2 separate regions of the Oryctolagus cuniculus genome follow, and region 2 is linked to region 1. Evidence: chromatin contacts called from public Hi-C data. All regions are on one chromosome and are shown on one strand. Each heading gives the region's core, a stretch centred on a gene start, on an enhancer-like site or on the middle of the called end of the contact. The rest is flanking DNA. Distances are from core to core; before and after follow the strand shown. Region 1 overlaps MBNL1 (muscleblind like splicing regulator 1). Region 2 has its middle 69 kb from the start of MBNL1.

Evidence for each region. Hi-C and Micro-C count contacts between places; a contact is called where the count stands out from the background.
Region 2: a Hi-C map of embryonic fibroblasts shows a contact between it and region 1, with 2.0 times the contacts expected there. The contact joins two enhancer-like sites. A contact is called at or near these places in 4 of 6 Hi-C or Micro-C datasets (embryonic fibroblasts, psoas muscle, skin fibroblasts and 1 more).

What each region holds. Positions count from the first base shown.
Region 1 is chr4:128,797,616-128,803,818 of mOryCun1.1, reverse strand. The region is part of intron 1 of MBNL1 (muscleblind like splicing regulator 1); the gene reads left to right. Among named protein-coding and RNA genes, the nearest start is that of MBNL1, 14 kb to the left of the region's middle. Within about 2 kb of position 3,533, at least 1 of the 8 cell types and tissues checked has an H3K27ac peak or open chromatin away from gene starts, as enhancers often do.
Region 2 is chr4:128,880,966-128,887,168 of mOryCun1.1, reverse strand. No RefSeq gene overlaps it. Among named protein-coding and RNA genes, the nearest start is that of MBNL1, 69 kb to the right of the region's middle. Within about 2 kb of position 3,523, at least 1 of the 8 cell types and tissues checked has an H3K27ac peak or open chromatin away from gene starts, as enhancers often do.

The sequences.
Region 1 (6,203 bases), core at 2,284-4,783:
TGGCAGGGTGTGATTTGAAAAGGGTATATAGAACAGCTTACTGAAAAGAATACTTTTTTTTATTGAGTAAACCCAATGTGTATTAATTAGGGACCACAAGAACAAGTGACCTTCTCCCCTTCTTAAAAAGTTAATGACAAGCATACCTTCTACTTTTGGTTTGCATTAAGAACTGACAGTGAGTAAACTAGCTGGCCTTGTATTGAATGTGTCCTAGAAGGGTGACCACAGTCAGATGAGGAAGGGCACAACCATGATTTCCTCAGGACAGGCAAATATGAAGCTGTAAGAGTCACATGCTCACCTTTGAGTGCTCCTGACAACCTTCAAACAGAAAACCATTGTGTTACTCATATTGCAGGATGTGGAGGGATACAAACACCTTACGTGCTAGTTAAGCAGTGTACTCCATCCCATCATGTAAATAAGTGGGTCTGATGATCCACCATATTATTGAATTATTACAGAGAGTGCAGTACTACATAGTTTCCAACTGAACGTGTGTGAGGATAAATGCATGAATATTTGTAATATGTGTTTGAGAACACCTTCATGATGTTCATATTGAGCCACTTCCTGATCTGCATGAATTAACAAAGGAAGGAAATCTATTAAAAGTATGAGAACATTAGGTTTTTTGCAATGAGGAGTATGCATTTTCTTTATTCATTCATCCATCAATGGACACCTAAGTTGATTCCATATCTCGCCTATTGTGACTAGTGCTGCAATAAACATGGGTATGCAGGTACCTCTTTAACATAATGATTTCATTTCCTATGGATGGACACATATATGTATATTTCGGGGAGCTGGATTGTTGGCTCATATGGTGGATATATTTTTAGCTTTTTGAGGAGCTGCCATTACTGTTTTCACAATGACTAAACTAGTTTACATTCCTACCAACATTATGCAAGCGTTCTCTTTTCTCTACATCCTGCCCAGTACTTGTTATCCTTTGTCTTTTTGTTTTTTTATAGCTAATCTAACTGGAGTGAGGTGATATCTCATCAAAACAAGTGTGGATATTAAGTATTTCACCATAAAAATGATTACTTTTTGGTCATTGTTAATTAGCTGGATTTAGTCATTTGACGACTATATACATATTTCAAAACATTGTGGCATGCATAATAAATGCATGTAATTCTATATGCCAATTTTTGAATTAACTTTTCAAAAAGAGTAATATACATTTGTTGTTGAGAAACAGGTTCAAAAGAGAAATGTGGAAAGGGCATGGGGACATGGGGCCTGATGAAGTTGAGTTAACGTGGGGCTGATACCCTCCAAAAGTGGATGCTCAGGGTGCCTTCACCAGAGCCAAGGGGCATTTCCACCTGCCTTATCTGGCTTTGGTCCTCTCACTGGGGATCCACTGTGTTAGGAAAAAAAAAAGCCCTTTTAACAGTGTCAGTGTTCCTCTTTCTATGGGTGATGTCATCATTCCTGTAGCCAAGGCGTCTGCTACTAAACAGTACTTAGCAACACATAAGCAGTATCTTCTCCTCTTATTGCCCTCAGTTTTTTTTTTTTTTTTTCCTGATGAAATTGGGAAATAACATTTTTCAGGGAGGTAGGAGCAAGAGCTGAAGAAAGGAAGCTGGGCTTGAAACAATTTTTTGAGTTGTGTCACTTAAAAGAAGCAAGAACACAACTAAATTTTCACCCTGTGACAACAGCTCAGACGGGAAAAAAAATAATAGCAGTTTTGAAATATGGCTTTAAAGGAAGTGGTTTCCATGCATCTGTGCACCATACATTCTTCTTCAAAGTGCTAGATGCCTTTTGCTGGGCTTGGCGCGGTTTTTCTTTCTCATGTCTTTCTTTGTAAAGTGGGTGGGGAAGATTAGACAAAAGAAAGTTCTGCACTGGCCAATTAAGAGTGATGTTTAGTCTAAAGTTCCTGCTTCTCATTCTAGGGAATGTCTTGAGTTCCCTTTTAGTTACATCCTACTTAGATAATCAAAAATATGTAAGTGTATCATCTTCCTCTATCTAGCTAAGACTATCTTTGAGAAAATAGTTGTATATATATTTTTTAAGATTTATTTATTTCTTTGAAAGTCAGAGTTACACAGAGAGAGGAGAGGAGAGGTAGAGGTAGAGAGAGAGAGAGAGAGGTTTTCCATCTGCTGGTTCACTCCCCAGATGGAGTGAGGTGCTTCTTCTTCCAAGTCTCCCACGTGGGTACAGGGGCCCAAGGACTTGGGCCATTTTCTACTACTTCTACAGGTCTCGAACCGGTGCCCATATGGGATGCTGGTACTTCAGGCCAGGATGTTAACCCGCTTGCGCTACAGCGCCACCTCAAGTTGTATATTTCTTAAAACTTATAGTTTGATTTAAATCCTCAAATTCTGGAAATAAAGTTTAATAAGAGGCTTGCTATTTTTAAAATAGTCTGTATTTTAAAATTCATAATAACTATCCATTTTGTTACAGGTTCATGTATTTATTTGAAAGGTACAGTGAGAAAGAGGGAGACACACACACACACACACACACACACAGATATCTTCTATCTGTTTCATTCCCCAAGTAGTCAGGGATTGGGCAGGCCATAGCCAAGAGCCAAGAACTCCATCCTGGTGTCTCACATGACCAGACCCAGGGGCCCAAGTACTTGGGTTTTCATCTGCTGCCTCCCAGGTACATGTACAGGAAATTGGATTGGAAGCTTGAAGTAGCCCATATAGTTTGGGGCAACTCAAATGATACCTTAACCTATTGTGCTACAATTCCCACCATCTATTTTAAATAGTAGCAATATCTATAATTAGTCAAAAGCCTGACATGTTAAAATAATTCTAATAAAGTCATTCACTATCCTAATTTCATGAGATATACATTTTGAATTTTCAGGAAACAGACTTGGAGAGATTATATAAAATTTCACATCTAATAACCTATTGTACAACTTATTTTCATCAAACAGAAGTCAAGGCTATGGGCTCCTGAACAGCAAACTTTGAACTAACACTATAGTTTTTTCTAACCTCAGTCTTCTAAAAGGTATAGTACATACCCAGACAATTGCACCACGCTGGTGTTGGTTCAGGGTAATTGTGTATGCCCTGTTGCTGAGAGAAAGGCGAGGCTGCAGTAGGATGAGCCTGCAGCTGCAGTGAATTGTGCTAGTGGAAACTGGCCCATGTGTCATAATTGGCATGTGAATACCTGTTGCCAATAACCCCAAAGTAGACAGTGTTTTACTTTTAGTCACCCAGCAATTTAGTCATAAACAAAACAGATTTACTTCAATTGCCTAAGAAAAATACTCAGTGTTGTGCCACATGTCATCCATGCACTCTTTCTTCCTAATAATTCATTTTGGCTGCTTTGTATGAGTTGAATACTGGTGCCAAACAGGCTCTTTCCCACAAGTTCAAGACTAATGTTGCAAAAGTTAACACCTTCCTGTGCCCACATGGAGTGCTTGTTCTGTAGGGGCTCTGACAAACTACTTATAGCTTCTTCCAGACAGACCTACTAGAGCTTTGTAAGAATAAACAGACTTCAAAGGCCTCCCGGGGGAAAAAACTGTCCTGGCTAAGTCTATAATTTAGCCTATCTTTAGAGAGGCACAGCTCCATAAAGAGAGAGGCCCAAGGAGGCCAGGCTGTTTTATATAGTTAACGTTTCCTTAGCTTAATTGTAAAGACTAAATGACAAGTAGCAAACTGCTCTTGCAGGAGCGTGGGAGCCTCAAAGCTGTAGAAGGCAGTTCCACCATGCATGGGAGTAAGTGTGTGGGTGGGAGTTATAGTCTATTGCTCTATTGCTAGTCCAGAATAACCTGCATAAACATCTTTACAATGGTACCTTGAACAGAATCAATAAACCCCTATTAAAGGCACTTCATACATTATTTAAAATAAGCACATAGTACCTTATATCCAGAACAGAAAAATATTGTTTTACATCCAAGAAAAGGATTTCTAAAAGAGCATTAAACTCAACAAGATGAAAGATAATACAGTTGAGTTTTCATTTTATTTTCAAATATTAATTCAAAAGCCGATGTGCTCTACTCCTTCAGAAGTATCAAAAAGAAGTTGGCTTTGTTGCTGGCAAAGCCTTGATTAAACCCAGGAAGTAAATGAAAGTAACACCAAAGAACACAGCAAGGGCGTAGTAGAGATGATCAGTCACAGATCTCTTCCATCCTGGCCCTCAGGGGCTATGTGATGGACACCCTGCCACATAGCAGAAATAAAGTTACTATTTCATACAACTTGTAATAGAATTCTGTCCTTACAAATGAAGAGCAATGCAGGCCACATAGACATATAGTATAAATACTGTGATGACTCCCACGTGGCTATAATTCTGGACTTTGAATTTAATAAGAAAAGGGGGAATCATAAAAACAATGACATTTTTCTGTCTGCTGTCTTTAGATTTATCACTTGAACACTTGTGTTCTCTTTCACTACATTTTGCGTGCGTATGGTATTTACTTAATTTATCATAATTACTTGTTATTTCAGGTTCATTGTCTTTGCAAGGCTGTATATTTCAAGGGGTCAGGCCTACATCTGCTCACCTTATAGCCCCAGATGCTGTGAAAGGCTGAAGTCATACTTAATGTTCAGTGACTATGTGTGGGCAGGTTAGGAAAGTTGAAAGTAACAGGCAAATAGTGAATATGTGGCAGTAACTCCTAAGCTGGAGATCTACAGTGAGCAAAGTTTGAAAGGGGGAAAGAATGTTCCACATTGTCTAAAAATATTTATTACTGGGAAAGCTAGGTGGGATCAGGCCCTGTCAGCAGTTATTCATTGCTAGGCCTACTGCAGAAATATAGGCATTCAGATTCATCCAGGTAGGGTCATTTGATTGATGGCACAATCACAAAGGGAACAAATTAAGACTTCTAACATTAAGTTTAAAAGGAATTCAAACAATGTATGTCATGTTAATTTATTTGTGTTTATGATTTAACTCTATTACATTGTGGAATGAATTTATAAAATATACTATAATTTTCAAAAGAGTTTCTTGGATATTTCTTCAGACACTTATTCTATACCCTGAGGTATATCTGTGCGTGTATGTGGGGAATGAACCAGCAGATGAAAGATCTCTCCCTCTGTATCTACGTCTCTCCCTCTCTCTACATACCTATATATATTTATACATAATACATATACAAATGCTATATATACATACTCCATATTATTTACATGCCAGCCTTGTGGCATAGAGAAAAGCCAATGCCTTTGATGCTGGCATCCCATTTGGGCACATGGGCACAGGTTCAAGTCATGGCTGCTCCACTTCTGATCCAGCTTTCTGCTAATGTGCCTTGGGTAGGGGCCATCCGAGGATGGCCCAAGTATTTGGACTTCTGCTACCCATGTGGGAGACAGAGATGAAGCTCCTGGCTTTGGCCTGGCCCAATGCTGGCTGTTGTGGCCATCTGGGGAATGAACCAGCAGATGAAAGATCTCTCCCTCTGTCTCTGCATCTCTCCCTCTCTCTATAACTCTTTCAAATAAAAAAATAATCAGATAAATAATTAAATCAATGTCTGGGAGTGCCACTGGGGTGCCAATTGAATCAATCAAATCAATGTCTGGGAGTGCCACTTGGGTGCCACTCCCAGACATTGATTTGATTGATTCAATTGGTCTAGGTTGTGTTCTATTTTTTCTTTCAAGTTCTTTTCAGAAGTTTTTTATTTGACAGATAGAGTAAGACAGTGAGAGAGAGAGAGAGAGACAGAGAGAAAAGTCTTCCTTCCGTTTGTTCACCCCCCAAATGGCTGGTACGGCCAGAGCTATGCCGATCCGAAGCCAGGAGCCAGGTGCTTCCTCCTGGACTCCCATGCGGGTGCAGGGCCCAAGCACTTGGACCATCCTCCACTGCACTCCAGGGCCACAGCAGAGAGCTAGACTGGAAGAGGAGCAACCAGGACTAGAACCCTGCACTGTAGGTGAAGGATTAACTAAGTGAGCCACGGTGCCAGCCCTGTAGGTTGTCTTCTATTGATCCAAGATATAGCCAAAGTTGAGAACAACTACCCTAGTTTTAGTCTTATTTTTTCTAGTATGGGCTCATAATTACCAGCTCCTAATTTCCATTGAGGGTTCAAAGAGAAATTATGAAATTATAGTCCTTAACATTCCAAATTCACCTAGTTCTATTTTTCCTTTATGTAGGCAGAAGAAATAGAAAAGGACAGAGGTAGGGGT
Region 2 (6,203 bases), core at 2,274-4,773, 83 kb before region 1:
CCTGGAAGAAACTCCTGGCTCGTGGCTTCGGATCGGCGCAGCTCCGGCCGTTGTGGCCAACTGAGGAGTGAACCAGCAGATGGAAGACCGACCGACCTCTCTCAGCCTCTGCCTCTCTGTGGCTCTGCCTTTCAAATAAATCTTTTAAAAAAAGTAAGACAATTTAAAAAAATGAATTCAAGCCATAGAACCTCATAAGCCCTACTGCAAACCACGGCACATTGAGAGAACAACCATGTGTTTTTTCTCTCTGAGGCGGCCTCCTCAATCTGTCTTCAGAGGCAGCTCCAGTCTCAGTTACCTTTCCAGGTAGAAGTCAGGGACTCTCCCTTGTTTTTCCCATCCCATGGAGCGCATGCTGACTTCTGCAGGGATTTCATGGAAGTCTGACTTATTCAGTTTCTGTGGAGAGGATTACCTGTCCTTGCCCATGTGGAAAATAAGTAGAAGCCTAATATCTCTGAAGAAATTCTTTTTAATGAACTCTTACAAAGCCCATGTGCTGGTGTTGGGCTAAAGATGGAAGAACTGAAGGTTTTGAGATCCCTCACTTGTAATCCTATACTGATGACCTAGAACTTCCCATTGGAACATCAAGTACCAAGGACCAAATACCTGCTCCTTTCAGCTTTGAGGCCATAGCTGAAGCTGTCAAGAGAGGAAGCGTCCATTTTAATGTTCTACTTAGCTTATTACTGTCTGTTACTCAGCTAATTACTAAGCCAGGAAGAAAGCTGTCACCTAGTTAGAAACAAATTAATAAACCTCCAAGGAAGTCAAAGCTATGGGATAAAATGATAATGTCAATGGGTATATTTCTAATTTTCATCTAATTAACTATTCTATGCATACTTCAGAATATGGCAAAGCTTACCCAACTCCCATAATTCCAGGGATGAGTATATGAACTCAGTCCCATTGATCATCAAATTCCATCCCACCAGCTCCAGGGATGTACAAGTGACCCAGTTTAATTCAGTGAGTATTTCCTTCTATTTATCCCAGAACTATTAGAAAATAAATGCTTTATTTTTTTCTGGGCTTGTTAAACTGATTAAGTCTAATTGGTAGCCAATTTTGCCACCAATGGAGATAATCCATCTAATTATGAAGCCAAAACATAGGAAAACATGCCAAAAGAAGAAGAATCAGGATGGCACATCAGAAACCCTGATGGAGTTACATATGAAGCCAAAGCTCTGAAATTTTCAATTATACAAAATCAAAAAATTTATTGAGCAATCAACTTGCAACTGAATGGTCCTAATAGATTGTTTTCAACATTAATGGAAAATATAAAGAATTTTCACAGGGACCATCATGAGATATAGATTGTTCCTCCTAATACCCCTAAAATTATATGCCATATGCAGTTGATTCCACTGAACCTATGCCCTAGGCACTGTCAGTTCCCTAACCTCATCCCTTAAGAAATGTTATTTGTGCAGAACCATGGGTTTCCAACATCAAACACCTAGATCCTTTTCTTGAGGGCTTCTGCACATAGAATTCATTTGTGCTTATATGCTGGTGGACCAGAATTTCCTCCATTTTTTAAAGATTTATTTATTTATTTGAAAGTCAGACTTATAGAGAGGGAAAGGCAGAGGCAGAGAGAAAGACAGAGACAGAAGTCTTCCATCCACTGGTTCACTCCCCAAATGGCCACAACGACCAGGGCAAGGCCAGACAGAAGCCAGGAGCTTCCTCCAGATCTCTCACATGGGTACAGGGGCCCAAGAATTTGGGCCATCTTCCACTGCTTTTCCAGGTGCATTTGTAAAGAACTGGATAGGAAGTAGAGAAGCAGGGACAGAAACCAGAATACATATGGGAAGCCAGAGCTGCAGGTGAAGGCTTTATCTGCCATGCCACAGCACTGGACCACATTTCTAAATAGCTTCTATATGCTGGAAGGAGTCTTCAACTAATGACTGTGAAAAGTTGGTAGGTAAACACCCCAGTTCCCTCATACCTTATTTTCACTGACACACAACCAACCACAGTTCCCTATAGGATTGAGTCAATATAGCCACAAAGGGTAATTCAAAAAGTTCATGGAAAAATGGAATTAAAATTTTATTTTGATGCAAAGGAATTTTAATGCAGCCACAGATTTCCTTTTACTTAATCTTTCATTAGATGCCATTTTTCAGAAAGTATATGCAGCAATTCTATCCTTGCATCAATCATATTGCCATAATCTTCCCAGTCATATTTCTTCCCATTTTATTAGATGAAGGGAAAAAACATATACCCATCTGTTAGCAAATATATATATGTGCACACACATTTACACACACATCGTTCCTATGTCATTTAGATATAGGTTTTTCAAAAAGAAACTAGACCAGCAACTTTTAGTCACGCACAATTGCTCAGGTAATGTTTTGAAAATTTCTAATGTGTTCTTTTGCATCTTTGAAAAAAATAATCTTTGCCTTGAGTACATAACACGTGCTTAGGGAGAAATTATAAAGTCTTAACTGAAGAAACTCAGTAAAAGAACAAGCTAAGTGTGTCACTTAGGAGTTGACTTTGGCAGCTAGTAACAGAAAACAGAGTACAGTGACTGAAAATGTGGGGATTCTTTTTCCTTCATTAAAGGAAGTCCAGAATTGGGTCCTCCAGGATAGGGAGTATTAGCAAAGCCATTCTGGCCCCAGGATCCCTTTTTGTCTCCACTATCTTTAATGTCTGGCTTAAATTTTCAAAGTCAAAAGGTGGTTCATTCTTTACTTAGTGTAGAGTTAATCTTACGAGTATAAAGTAAAGTGAAAATAGATCACTGTAAAAATTCAGAGAGGGGATAGGAGAGGAAGGAGGTGGAAGGGTGGGAGTATGGGCTGGAGGGAAAGTGAGGTGGGAAGTGTCACTATGTTCCTAAGTCTATACACATGAAATACGTGAGATTTATATACCATAAATAAAATTTTAAAATAAACAAATGAAAAAGATTTTTTTAAAAAAGTGGTTCATAGAGAACAAACATCATGGTGGTTTTCCAGGTGAGGGGGAAAGAGTGAGGATCTTTTGGATTTTAATGTTCTTCTGATAACCAGAGCATGATACAAAAGTGAATGGCAAGATCTCTAAACCCTTGCTTAGCATGACTAATTGCAATACAATTCCTTTAGTTAATGCTCAATCTTTTGCAGAAGAAAATGCGCAGTTTCTTCTACAATTTATTTCTTCCTTTATTCTCCCCTTGAGGGGAAATATATAATCTCTGAAGGAAGAAGTGTGATGCTTGGGTGACTTGGTGTCCTTGGAAGGAGAGTGCAATCACCAGATATTTGTTGTGCCTTCACTGACACCCATGGTCTTCCATCCTTTGTCCCTGACTTCCTACCAGGTAGGTTTCTGGTCACCAGGGGTGAAGTTGGTAGCTATTGAGTGCATGATGCATTTTTTTTGTTGCAATAAAGCATACTATATCTTTGTCATATTGATTCAGTTTCCTCCCGGCTCTTGCCGGATATAGACCCATGCACCATCTCCACTAAATATAGCCTCTTACACAACAACCCATGCATCATCTGTGCTGTCAAGTCAGTGACCACACTACATGGCAAAGGAAAGAGGCTAGGAAGTGACCCTAGAAATCCCGGGTGTGTGACCATGCTATTCTGCCCTCATAAATGTGGCAGGCTGTCTCCATGTTGATTTGGGATACATTACATATAATCTCCTCCTTAAGTACCCAGAAGGGAAGTGAGAAAAAAAATGAAACAGTACACTGTGCTCAGCATTACTATCATTTATCAAGCATGCTGCCTTTCTCCAGGTCCAAGCTGGAAGAAGAAAATCTGGATATGGCATCTAACCTCCTAGAAATATTAGCATGGTTTCTGCTTATGCCTTTCTAAATACATGCACTCATAAGCTTAGCCCTAATAGACCAAAAGTATCCATCTGCTGAAGGAAGATTAGAATTTATTACAAAAGGAAACCATTTATTACGATGGGAATGAAAAGAGGAAAGAGATATTCCACTTCTGATATGTAAATAGAATAATGCAGTAGCAAAAGTGCATTGCAAGCCAGGATATTGTCTTGAAAAATGATCTCCTATACTTATTCATCTGTTTTCCTAACCCTTTTGCATTTCAATAACCAACATTGAAGGATTCTCAAAGTAGCAGAGCTTTCTCCCAGAGTAAATAAAATATCCCAGACTCAATTAAGATTTGAGAGGTGGTCAGGGTCATAAAAAAGGATGGGAGAGAAGGGAGATGACAGAAAGATAAAAAACAGGAAGAGAGAAAAGAGATATTGATTGGTAGAGAACAAGACTGTCAGAAATGTTTCCAAGTCTTGAGCCTTGATCATTCACACTAACCTGTGATCTTGTCCAGTGGAAGAAAGCTCTGAGTCATTGAGTTTCCATATAGCATAAACAGGACATTAAAATGGTTGAGAATTTGGTATGGTGTTTAGCAGATGAGATGGTTTTGGTGGCTCTATAGAAAGAGCTACAGAGTAGACCACCAGATGGAGCCCAAGTGAGCATTACAACCTGTCATTGAGGGGCCTGTAAACATCAGGCATGAGGTGAGCCCATCACCCATTGTTTTACTCCATACATAACCCTTACAAAATTGTTGGAGAAATCAGAGTGTGCTCCACCATACCCCAGCCACAAATAAGGAAGCAGTGAGAAAATACAAACAAATCACTGCTCCACAGGGGAGGGGTGAGAGGGGTGGAGAATGCTTCTCTATCTCTCCCCTCATCCCAGGCAGTTGGGGGAGAAAAACTAACTCAAACTGCATCTCTTTTTCCAGAGCAACTGATTATTAATTACCTAAAGAAATTATGTAAATTATCTCAATTAAACTTCAAACTAGATTATTTAGTATTTTCTTTCTACAACCCCTACTAGGTGGTGGTTGCCTTTGGCCGTCTGAATTACAGTAAGAATTAAGTTTTTAACCCCATTAAATTAGAATTTCCTCTCCTATATTAGACTCAAAATCCTATCTAATCATTTGTTCCCTCATTTTAATATTATGAAAAGAGAAACTTAAAAGGATATATTATATAATAAACAAACGTCATTCTGACTTTTAGAAATAGCCAGATCAGCTTCCGAATTTTCATTAGCTATACTGATGAGCTGAGCAAACAATGAGGAAAGCTTCATAGCTAGTTAAATATTGAACTTGAAGTCCACTAGGACAAATCCTCCCTGCTTTTCTCTGTCCTTCAAGCTTCCTCTTCCCTTACCCTATTTGTAATTCCTACCTGGTGGGCTATCTAAGCCTTTATTGGATGCATAGACAGCAGCCCACCCCATGATAAGTAAATACATGAGCTCACATAGGTCTCATCGTATCCTCTTCACTCTTTCTATTAAATACTTGCTCTGTTTTTGTCCCCACGTCCTTAAAATGGAGAGAAAGACCCTTGTATTCACTGGTTAGCAGCAACTCCACCACTTCTCCTCCCACCATTTTCTTCATCCTAAAGATTTGGTTGTTAGGACAGAGGGACAACATGTTGACTACCCAAGAACATTTGCAGCAAATTTGCCTAAAAGTTGGGTTGTGCATAGGCTTTTACTTTGTAGTCATAAGTGACTTTCCGTGAAGTCTATGTTTTTTCCCACTATTTCCATTCCCATGCTTTTCAACTGGGACTTGAGTAGTCACACATGTAGGTGAGGGCCAGCAAATGTGAGAAATCACCAAGCAACATTTTCCCAAAGGATCAATATACTTGAAGGTTTGAATAAAAATCATTATTCAATGTATATTAATTTACACTTCAACAGGACTTCTCAAAAAATTCATTCTTGAAGTGGGAGACTTCAAACTATAGTCCCAAATCATCCCACACCCTCCCTTTATGCCCCAGAGACACATGCTGTCTCCACCCACCATCAAACTTCTTCCTTACTCATTTCTTTTTTTTTTTTTTAATTTACTTATTTGAAAGGCAGAATTAGAGAGAGGGAGTGGGAGAGAGAGAGAAAGAGAAAGAGCTTCCATCTGCTGGTTCACTCCCCAAATGGCCACAATGGTGGGAGCTAGTCTGATCCAAAGCCACGAGCCAGGAGCCAGGAGCCTCTTCAGGGTCTCCCATGTGGGTGCTTCTGCTGCTTTTCCAAGCGCATTAGCAGAGAGCTGGATCAGAAGTGGAGCATCTGGGACTCGTACAGGTGCCCATATAGGGTGCTGGCATTGCAAGCAGCAGCTTAG